2 separate regions of the Mus musculus genome follow, and region 2 is linked to region 1. The links are chromatin contacts, called in public HiChIP or PLAC-seq maps. All regions are on one chromosome and are shown on one strand. The core of a region is the stretch at or near the end of the contact, and the rest is flanking DNA. Distances in the headings are between cores, read along the strand shown.

Region 1 (3,752 bases), core at 795-3,294:
ACACTGGAAAGTCCTGTCTCAAAAATAAATAAGTAAGCCACTTAGGGAAATTTTGAATTTAGAATAATGCCAACATCAGTAAGAGGTTAGAATAGTAGGTAAAAACTTTCATTCAGTTTTTTTCTTTTTGGTTTTTTGGTTTTGTTTTTTTTTTTTTGGTTTTTTTTTTTGGTTTTGTTTTTTTTTTGTTGTTGTTTTTTTTTTGTTTTTGTTTTTTTTTTAAGATGAGATCTGCTGTCACTCAGGCTGGCCTCAAAACTCACAGCAATCCTCCTGCCACAACCTCTGCCAACCAACTTTTTCCAGGCTGCATACACAAGCTCATGCTCACAGAAACAAACTAAGAGCTACACCCAGGGAAGAGGCATGGAATGAAGGGCTGGCCGCACAGCCCTGAGAGGCATCTCACCTCTCCTTGGCGCCGGGTCTTGGGGGAAGGGCTGAAGAAGTTGTGCAGCACAGAGAGCTCTGTGCTGAAGAGCGCACTCTCTTTCTCTAGGATATACTGCTTCAGCAGTGGTGAGACTTCATCACCAAAGAGAGCCTGGTTGTCTTGCCAAATCTGCCTCTTCACTTCCACAGCACATGCCCGGTACAACTCCTTGTCAGCCATCACCAGCTTCAGCTTCTTCTCAGGAACCTACACAGTAAACACCACAGCTCCCTGCAAGCCCTGCCTGTGTCGCCATGAGGACACAGCTGCCTCCATGAGGCCTCAGCTGCCCACAGACCCTACAGAGCCCAGACTGTGATGGACCTCCAACTCTTAGCAGGTGAATTCAGGCATCCAGAATCTCCACAGTCCTCTTCCCACAAAAGACCCACCCTGCACTTCAAGGGATAAATATTTCCATTTGGCTCAACCAGGGGAAGTGTGTGATATAAAGAAGGGGCCCAGAGCTTGCTGGAGGGCAAGTCCATCAAACTTTCCCAGAGCTAAGCAACTTCCTGCACTAAACACACAGTCTGAGAGGCTGGCCCCACAGTTCTCACCTTGGGCAAGTGTTTCATAACACACATCACCACTGGTTGTAGGGATGGCATCTTGACCAAAGAAAAGCTCTTTTCCAGAAGGTCTTCCAGCTTCTTGTACCTGCACAGATTTGCACAGCTGAGGAAGTGTGTCTCCACATGCAGAACATACAGAGAAGAGGAATCCCTCAAACACATTCCATTCCAGGTTGTATCTACAGGTAGGGCTGTGCAGCCATGGAGACCATCAATGCTACTCACAAAGATAAGCAGCTTCCTGGTAGAGACCCACCTCTCCTCTGCCTTTCCCTCAGAGGCAATTGCTGACACTCGTTCCAGAAGTTTGTCACGTAGTTCATCAAACACTGACTGATGGAACTCCAGCCGCGGTGTCCCGTGTAGATCCAAGAAGGGCAGGGCCGACTGCAGGGAAGGCAGCAACACGCCATTCTCTGTCTGGAGAAGCAGAGGGTAAACGCGTACGCATTTTGCTTGGCCGCAGCCAAGTCAGCACGGACACCACGGATGCCGAGTACTAGGGTCCGCCATAGTAACAGCGGAAAAGGGAAAACACTCAGTTACTCAGCGGGTCCCTAGCGCAGAACCTTTAGCGCCTCCATCCAAGCGTCGGGAGCGCGCCGAATTGTGTCCAGCTTCCCTAGCTGCCCCGGCCCCTTCTGCCCACCTGAAATTGTTCAATGGCCTTGAGAGGCTCGGTGCAGTTGGTCAGGGTCTCTTTCAGGTCCTCGCCATTGGCCACGCCCAGGTCCTGGAGCCCCGCGAACATGGCGGAGGCTCCGGCGGACGCTCGGCTGTGTACCCCATCCCCACCGCGCTCCGCTGGAGCCGTAGCGGACCCTGACGGAGCCCCAGAAGCCCTCTCCACGGTGCCACGAGGACCCCCCAAGCCCCGTTCGCCCGCCGCCTCCAGTGTGGCCAGATCGCGTCAGCAGAGCAGCTCGCACGGACCCACACCTCCCACTTCCGCCCTTGACTGCCTAGGTCCAGCAGCCAATAGGCCCCGGGAAAACGCCTCCGCCGCCCGCAGGTTCCGAGCAGCGACTTGCTACCCAGTGAGAGGTCGTGAGAACGTGCTCAAGGGGCGGGGTCGAGATGTGAAGTTACCCCATCTCCGGAGGCCTTAGCCACTCTAGCCCGCGCTCTTGTCAGTACGATGAAAATTTCAGCTTTTCAGTTCGACTGCTCTCTGGGAACCAGAACCTACGACAGTTTCAGGGGATCTGATGCCCTCTTCTGACCTCCACAAGCACCATGGGGTATACAGACATACATGCATTTATATGCATAAATGAAGTCACTTTTTAAGTGAGTTCTGGTTTGGGCTTAGTAGTACAATTTTTTTCCCCCTTGAGACATGGACACTTTAGACTTGGTTGTCTCAAACTCAGACCCTCTGCTTCCTGACTGCTGGGGTTAAAGGCTTGTGCTGTCACACTTGGCAATGATGCATATCTTTAATCCTAGCACTTGGGAGGTAGAACCAGGAGACTCTCTGTTAGTTCAGGACTAGCCTGGTTTACACAGTAACTTCCAAGACAGCCAGGGCCTGTCTGGGGAGGATGGAAAGAAAGAAAGAAATCAGCTCTGAGAGCTAGGAAAATAATAGCTCAGCAGTTAAGAACGTTTTCTGCTTATTGCAGGGGGCCTGGGTTCAGTTCCAGCACCTACATAGCAGCTCTGTAACGTCACTTCCAAGGAATCTAATGTCTTCTGGGTACTAAGCACACATACACATACATACAAGCAAACAAAACACCATACACATAAAATACATTTTAAAAACGTTCTTTAGTGAGATCTGTGTCTGGGTGTGGAAGAAAGTATGGAGAGAGCTCTGGAGAAATTGCTATTACTAGCTGCAGGGCAAGGCTCCTGAAGGGGGCTACTTCTAAGTAGGAAGGCAGATCAACAGTGCTGAGGGAACCATCATTGGGCAGGGGCTAGGGTGGGAAGGCTTTGGGCGTGGGTTCTCAGAACACAAGTTACCAAACCCAGTTGACTCTTCAGGTCAAGGCTCCAGGGGAGTAGGGCCAGTGTCTGGTGAGCTGATTCCCTGGGTCCTACCTCAGTGGGCTAGGCAAGGCTGTCTGCAGACAGGTGTCTGCACCCCAGGTTCTGACTTCCCATCCCATCCCAATAGTTCCTCAGCCCAGCAAGCATCCCTGATCCTCAGGTAGATGCTGGACCTTAGGTGAGTGGATTAGATTGTCCCACATTGCCTTTTCCTATTCTATCCTAGGTCAGAAAGCTTAGGGTTAGTTCCCAGACTGCCATTTCAATCCTGAAGAAAAGAACACCACGCAGGAACAGAGAAAGCCAGAAATACCAGGGAAGCAGAAAGCCACATATTCAAGACAGCCCATTGGGCAAAGGATGGGCAACCAGGCACACCAGAGACCACAGTTCAGAAGAATCATTTGCATCTTGGTATAGTGGGGTGAAAGGGGACTCTGGGAAGACTCTTCTTGTTGGACAGCCTAAGCCAGAAGAGTGGGTGAGGGGTGTCTAGAGGATCAGAAAGCCGGCTATAGACAAAGAGTTCCAAAGGAAGCCTTGGTAAGCCTCAAGAGAGGTCAGCTTTGCAACCTATACCCGATGGGCCTATAGTGTGCAGAAAGGGCCTGTGTCGTGGCGCTTGGGTCTGCGCACTCCTTGAATAACTACTCCAGGCGAAGATGGGAAGCGTGAGTTGTAGCAGTCTTCCACGTAGTAGGCAGCTGGACCTGGGGTTCCGGCTGCAGAGAGAATGAGCTGACCCT
Region 2 (3,752 bases), core at 598-3,097, 1.4 Mb after region 1:
CAGCACCCTTGGAAAGCATCACTATAGCTGAGCCGGCACCAAGGGAATTTATTATAGAATTTATTATACACTGGCCCTCTGGGGTTCGGTTCCCAGAGCACCCTGTCCTGGCTGGGGGGATCTTGATCCCTTGCCTCCTTCTTTCCAAACTCTCCCAGTCCGCAAACCTTTCTGTCAAATTGCTTTTCTGAACCTCAGTCCCATCTGTTGCCCAGGCAGAGTAGCATCTGCAACCCAAGCTTGGCTGGCCTAGGCCAGGGAGGCACGAGATGGGGATGAGTCCATATGTGGACTGAGCAAGCCTCCACCTCCTAGCTAGTCAATCCCTTTCTTTTCCACTCACCCCTCTCTACGGTCATCCCTGGAGGATGTCATGCTTGCAATACTCCAAGGGCCCTGCTGTTCCTATCTCAACTCATCGCCTTATGAGGATTTAAGACAGGAACCCTAAGACAGGGTGGGGAGGTGGGGAGCAGGCCTCCCCACCCTGTTCTATGCACCGTGAAAAGTGCATAGCTAGGGCACCCTTGTCTTCTGTGCAAGGGTCTCCTCTGCATGTCTGCTCCCTGGGACACTGGATAGTCACTATAAGCACCTGAGAAATGAGGGCTGGGACCCACAAAATATGGCTGGTCAGGACAGCATCCTAACCCCAAAGACGACCAGATACAGCCGAGAGTCAGGAAACCATCATTCACAGTCCTTGTAACTACCGCGGGGGAGGAGGGGCTTCAGGGGCACAAGGTCCGAAACACCCAGGCAAGGCCAAGGCCAGGACATTGCAAAACCCACCCTCTCAGCAGTCCAAATGGGGCAGAAAGAAATGTAGCAACAGTCTCCTGGGAGTGTGGACAGGGAGAAAGGACTAGAGGCTTTTTCTCTCGGGCAGCCCCCATTGCAGGACAACCTAGCCTGATCTCCATACCTGTACCTTTTGCTTGTCCACTAAGCTTCCCTGCTCTGGGAGATGGGCAGAGGAGGATTCTGGCCACAGCCTCCTTCCTTTATTGCTAGCAAGCCAGGTCCAAAGACAGTTCGGCCCCCACCCCCCAGAAGAGGAAGTTAATGACAAGGAGAACCTGTGGCTACAACCTGGGCACAGGTGTCTTCTAACCGGCAGAGAGGTGGAAGCACGGACCGGAAGCCTGGCTAGGCTTCGGTTTCCCTGCTGGTGAAAGTGGGATTGGGCCTGTCCCACCTTCGCTCGGCCCCCTCCCTCTCCCAAAGCTAGCGGCGCGCGCAAACCCGACACTCCACGCTGCGCGCAGGGGGCGCCGCAGGGCCGAGCCCTACAAGCGGCGCACATCGTGACACGCGCCCCTGGGACGGGAAGCCGCGTCGTCGGAGGCTCCGGACCGTGGGGACGGCGGGGCGGGCGGGGCAGGAAGGAAAGAACGCGAGGAGCTCAGAAGTTAGGAAAGCGGAAGCGCGCGCCCATCCCGGCGTCCGGCCCCCTTGCCTCATGTTATCCACGGTGCGGCCGCCGTGGCGCAGCAGGCAGACGATCGAGGCCGCGGCGGAGAAGGACAGGCAGAGCACGCAGTAGAGACCGACCTTGGCGTAGAACCTGGCTGTGCGGCTCAGCTGCACAAGCAGCAACAGCAGCAGCAGCGCCGCCGTCAGCCATGGCCACGGGTCCATGGCGGCCGCACCCCAGCCCCGACGGCGCCGCCGCCCTCCACCCGCCGCCCGCGCCCCTTTTGAGGAGCGCCGAGGGTAGAGGGCGGGCCAGGCTGGAAGCCCAGAGCTAGGTGCGGCCGTCCCGCCCTGTTCCCGCCCCTCCGGGCCTGGCCCTGCCGGGGGGCATCGCGCCCCGCTCCGCCCCGCCGCGTCCTGGACGCGGACCCCGCCTCCCTCGGCCCTTCGGGTGTCACCCTCTCCGCCCCGCCCCTCCCTGCCACCCTGCCCCTTGCGGCAGGACATTGAGGTTCCCTCACTCGTCCCGCGGCTCCCATCTCTGAGCTGCCGGGTGGCCTGGGCTCTGGCGTTGCCTCCCACGCCCCTGCACCGGGGCTTGCGGCCACAAGTCCCCAGCCTGGCACCGCAGCTCCCTAAGGGTGTGCAACCGACCTAAGACGTGCCCATTATGCCAGTCTTGTCACCACACAAAGGACCATTGACCGGCTACTGAGTGACCAATGGTTACCTGACTAGGCCACCTGGCTGGTGGCCTGGGCCCTTTAGGTTCCCTTGAGCAGGGAGACTGAAGCCCTATTCCCATGATGCAACGAGCTGGGGGAGGCAGAAGGAGTAGTGAGAGTTTTGGAGTGGGGGTGTCTCTGGGGTAATGTGGCACCGGGGACCTTCTGATGCCCGGCCAGCAGTGTGGATCAGGCGATTGTGTTCCCATGCGCACTGTGTTCTAACCGCCAGCCTGTAGTTGGTGCTCACTGGGACACTTGTAGTAAGAAGCCTTGGGCTTGCAGGCCAGCCATATACATCCTTCCTGATCATGTTCTCAGAGCAGATGTCAGTGACAAAATGCATCTAGCTTCTTTTTTGGTGAGGTTGGTCTGCACCTAGGTGTGGAACTCAGCGATGGCTGTAGATATTAATGTGCCCACAGGCTCCCCTATATCCAGGCATTCTGAGAGAATCTCTGGTTTTCTCAGATCCGGAGAGATGATAATTTTAATATCTACCTATATAACTGTGCTTAGCTTTTTTTTTTTTTTTTAGACTTATTTTATGTATGCGAGTACACTGTAGCTATAGGTTGTGAGCCTTCATGTGGTTGTTGGGAATTGAATTTTTAGGACCCCTGCTCGCTCCGGTTAGCCCACTCAACTCTGGTCAACTCTGCTCCCTCAATCCCTGCTTGTACACCAGAAGACGGTGTCAGATCTCATTACCGGTGGTTGTGAGCCACCATGTGGTTATTGGGGCTTGAACTCAGGACCTTCGGAAAAGCAGTCAATGCTCTTACCGGCTGAGCCATTTCGCCAGCCCTGTGCTTAGCTTTTAAAGCAGGGCCAAAGCTGTGCCAGGGTGGGTAAGGAACCACCAGGAGTCACTCCAGCTTCAGGCTTCTGTGCTCATGAGGTTGCAGGCAGGGTGAGCTGCAGGGTTTCAGCTTCTCTGGTAGAAGACCCAGATATGCTTGGAGAGAAGGGGGGGGGGGAGAGGGGTGCTACGGGGCTGCTAGGATCCCAGCTGAGATCTCCAAGGCATCAGGTCCTCACAGCTCTGCAGCCCCCTCAGGAATGTATGCTGAGTCCTTCCTGCCTTTTAATTCTAACCAACCTGGTGTCCTTTTTATTTATTCATTTAGCGTATTGGTTTATGTTTTTAAGGTTTTTTGTTTGGTTTGGTTTGGTTTGTTTTTTTGGGGGGTGGGTTGTTTTTGTTTTTTTGAGACAGGGTTTCTCTGTGTAGCCCTGGCTGTCCGGGAACCTACTCTGTAGACCAGGCTGGCCTCGAACTCAGAAATCCACCTGCCTCTGCCTCCCAAGTTCTGGAATTAAAGGCGTGTGCCACCACGCCCGGCCGTCTTTAAGTTTTAAAGGTTTATTTTATGTGTGTGAAGTGTTTTATGTGCATGTATGTATGCATACCATGTGCATGCCTGGTGCCTGAGGAAGTCAGGAGACAGTGCTGGCAACTGAAACTGGGTCCTCTACAAGAGCAGCAAGTGCTCTTACCCACTGAGCCATCTCTCCAGCTCCTGTTGGGTTTTTGAACCCACCTTCAAACTGCTTACCTAGCCGGGGATGACCTTGGGCTTCTAAATCTCCGGCTCCCACCTCTCAAAG

What was found. HiChIP or PLAC-seq counts read pairs in DNA pulled down with a chosen protein or histone mark.
Region 2: an HNF4G HiChIP or PLAC-seq map of pancreatic cancer cells shows a contact between it and region 1. The contact joins the promoter of Agpat2 here to the promoter of Nelfb in region 1. A contact is called at or near these places in 1 of 39 promoter capture datasets (the C10 cell line) and 1 of 115 datasets of contacts at active chromatin or transcription factors (pancreatic cancer cells).

Annotation. Positions count from the first base shown.
Region 1 is chr2:25,209,445-25,213,196 of GRCm38.p6, forward strand. Nelfb (negative elongation factor complex member B) reads right to left here and starts at 2,045. Exons shown (of 13, transcript NM_021393.3): 1 at 1,658-2,045; 2 at 1,265-1,428; 3 at 994-1,093; 4 at 410-640. The coding sequence starts at 1,903. Stpg3 (sperm tail PG rich repeat containing 3) reads right to left here. Exons shown (of 6, transcript NM_028961.1): 6 at 3,115-3,728. The coding sequence ends at 3,595.
Region 2 is chr2:26,602,570-26,606,321 of GRCm38.p6, forward strand. Agpat2 (1-acylglycerol-3-phosphate O-acyltransferase 2 (lysophosphatidic acid acyltransferase, beta)) reads right to left here and starts at 1,848. Exons shown (of 6, transcript NM_026212.2): 1 at 1,460-1,848. The coding sequence starts at 1,641.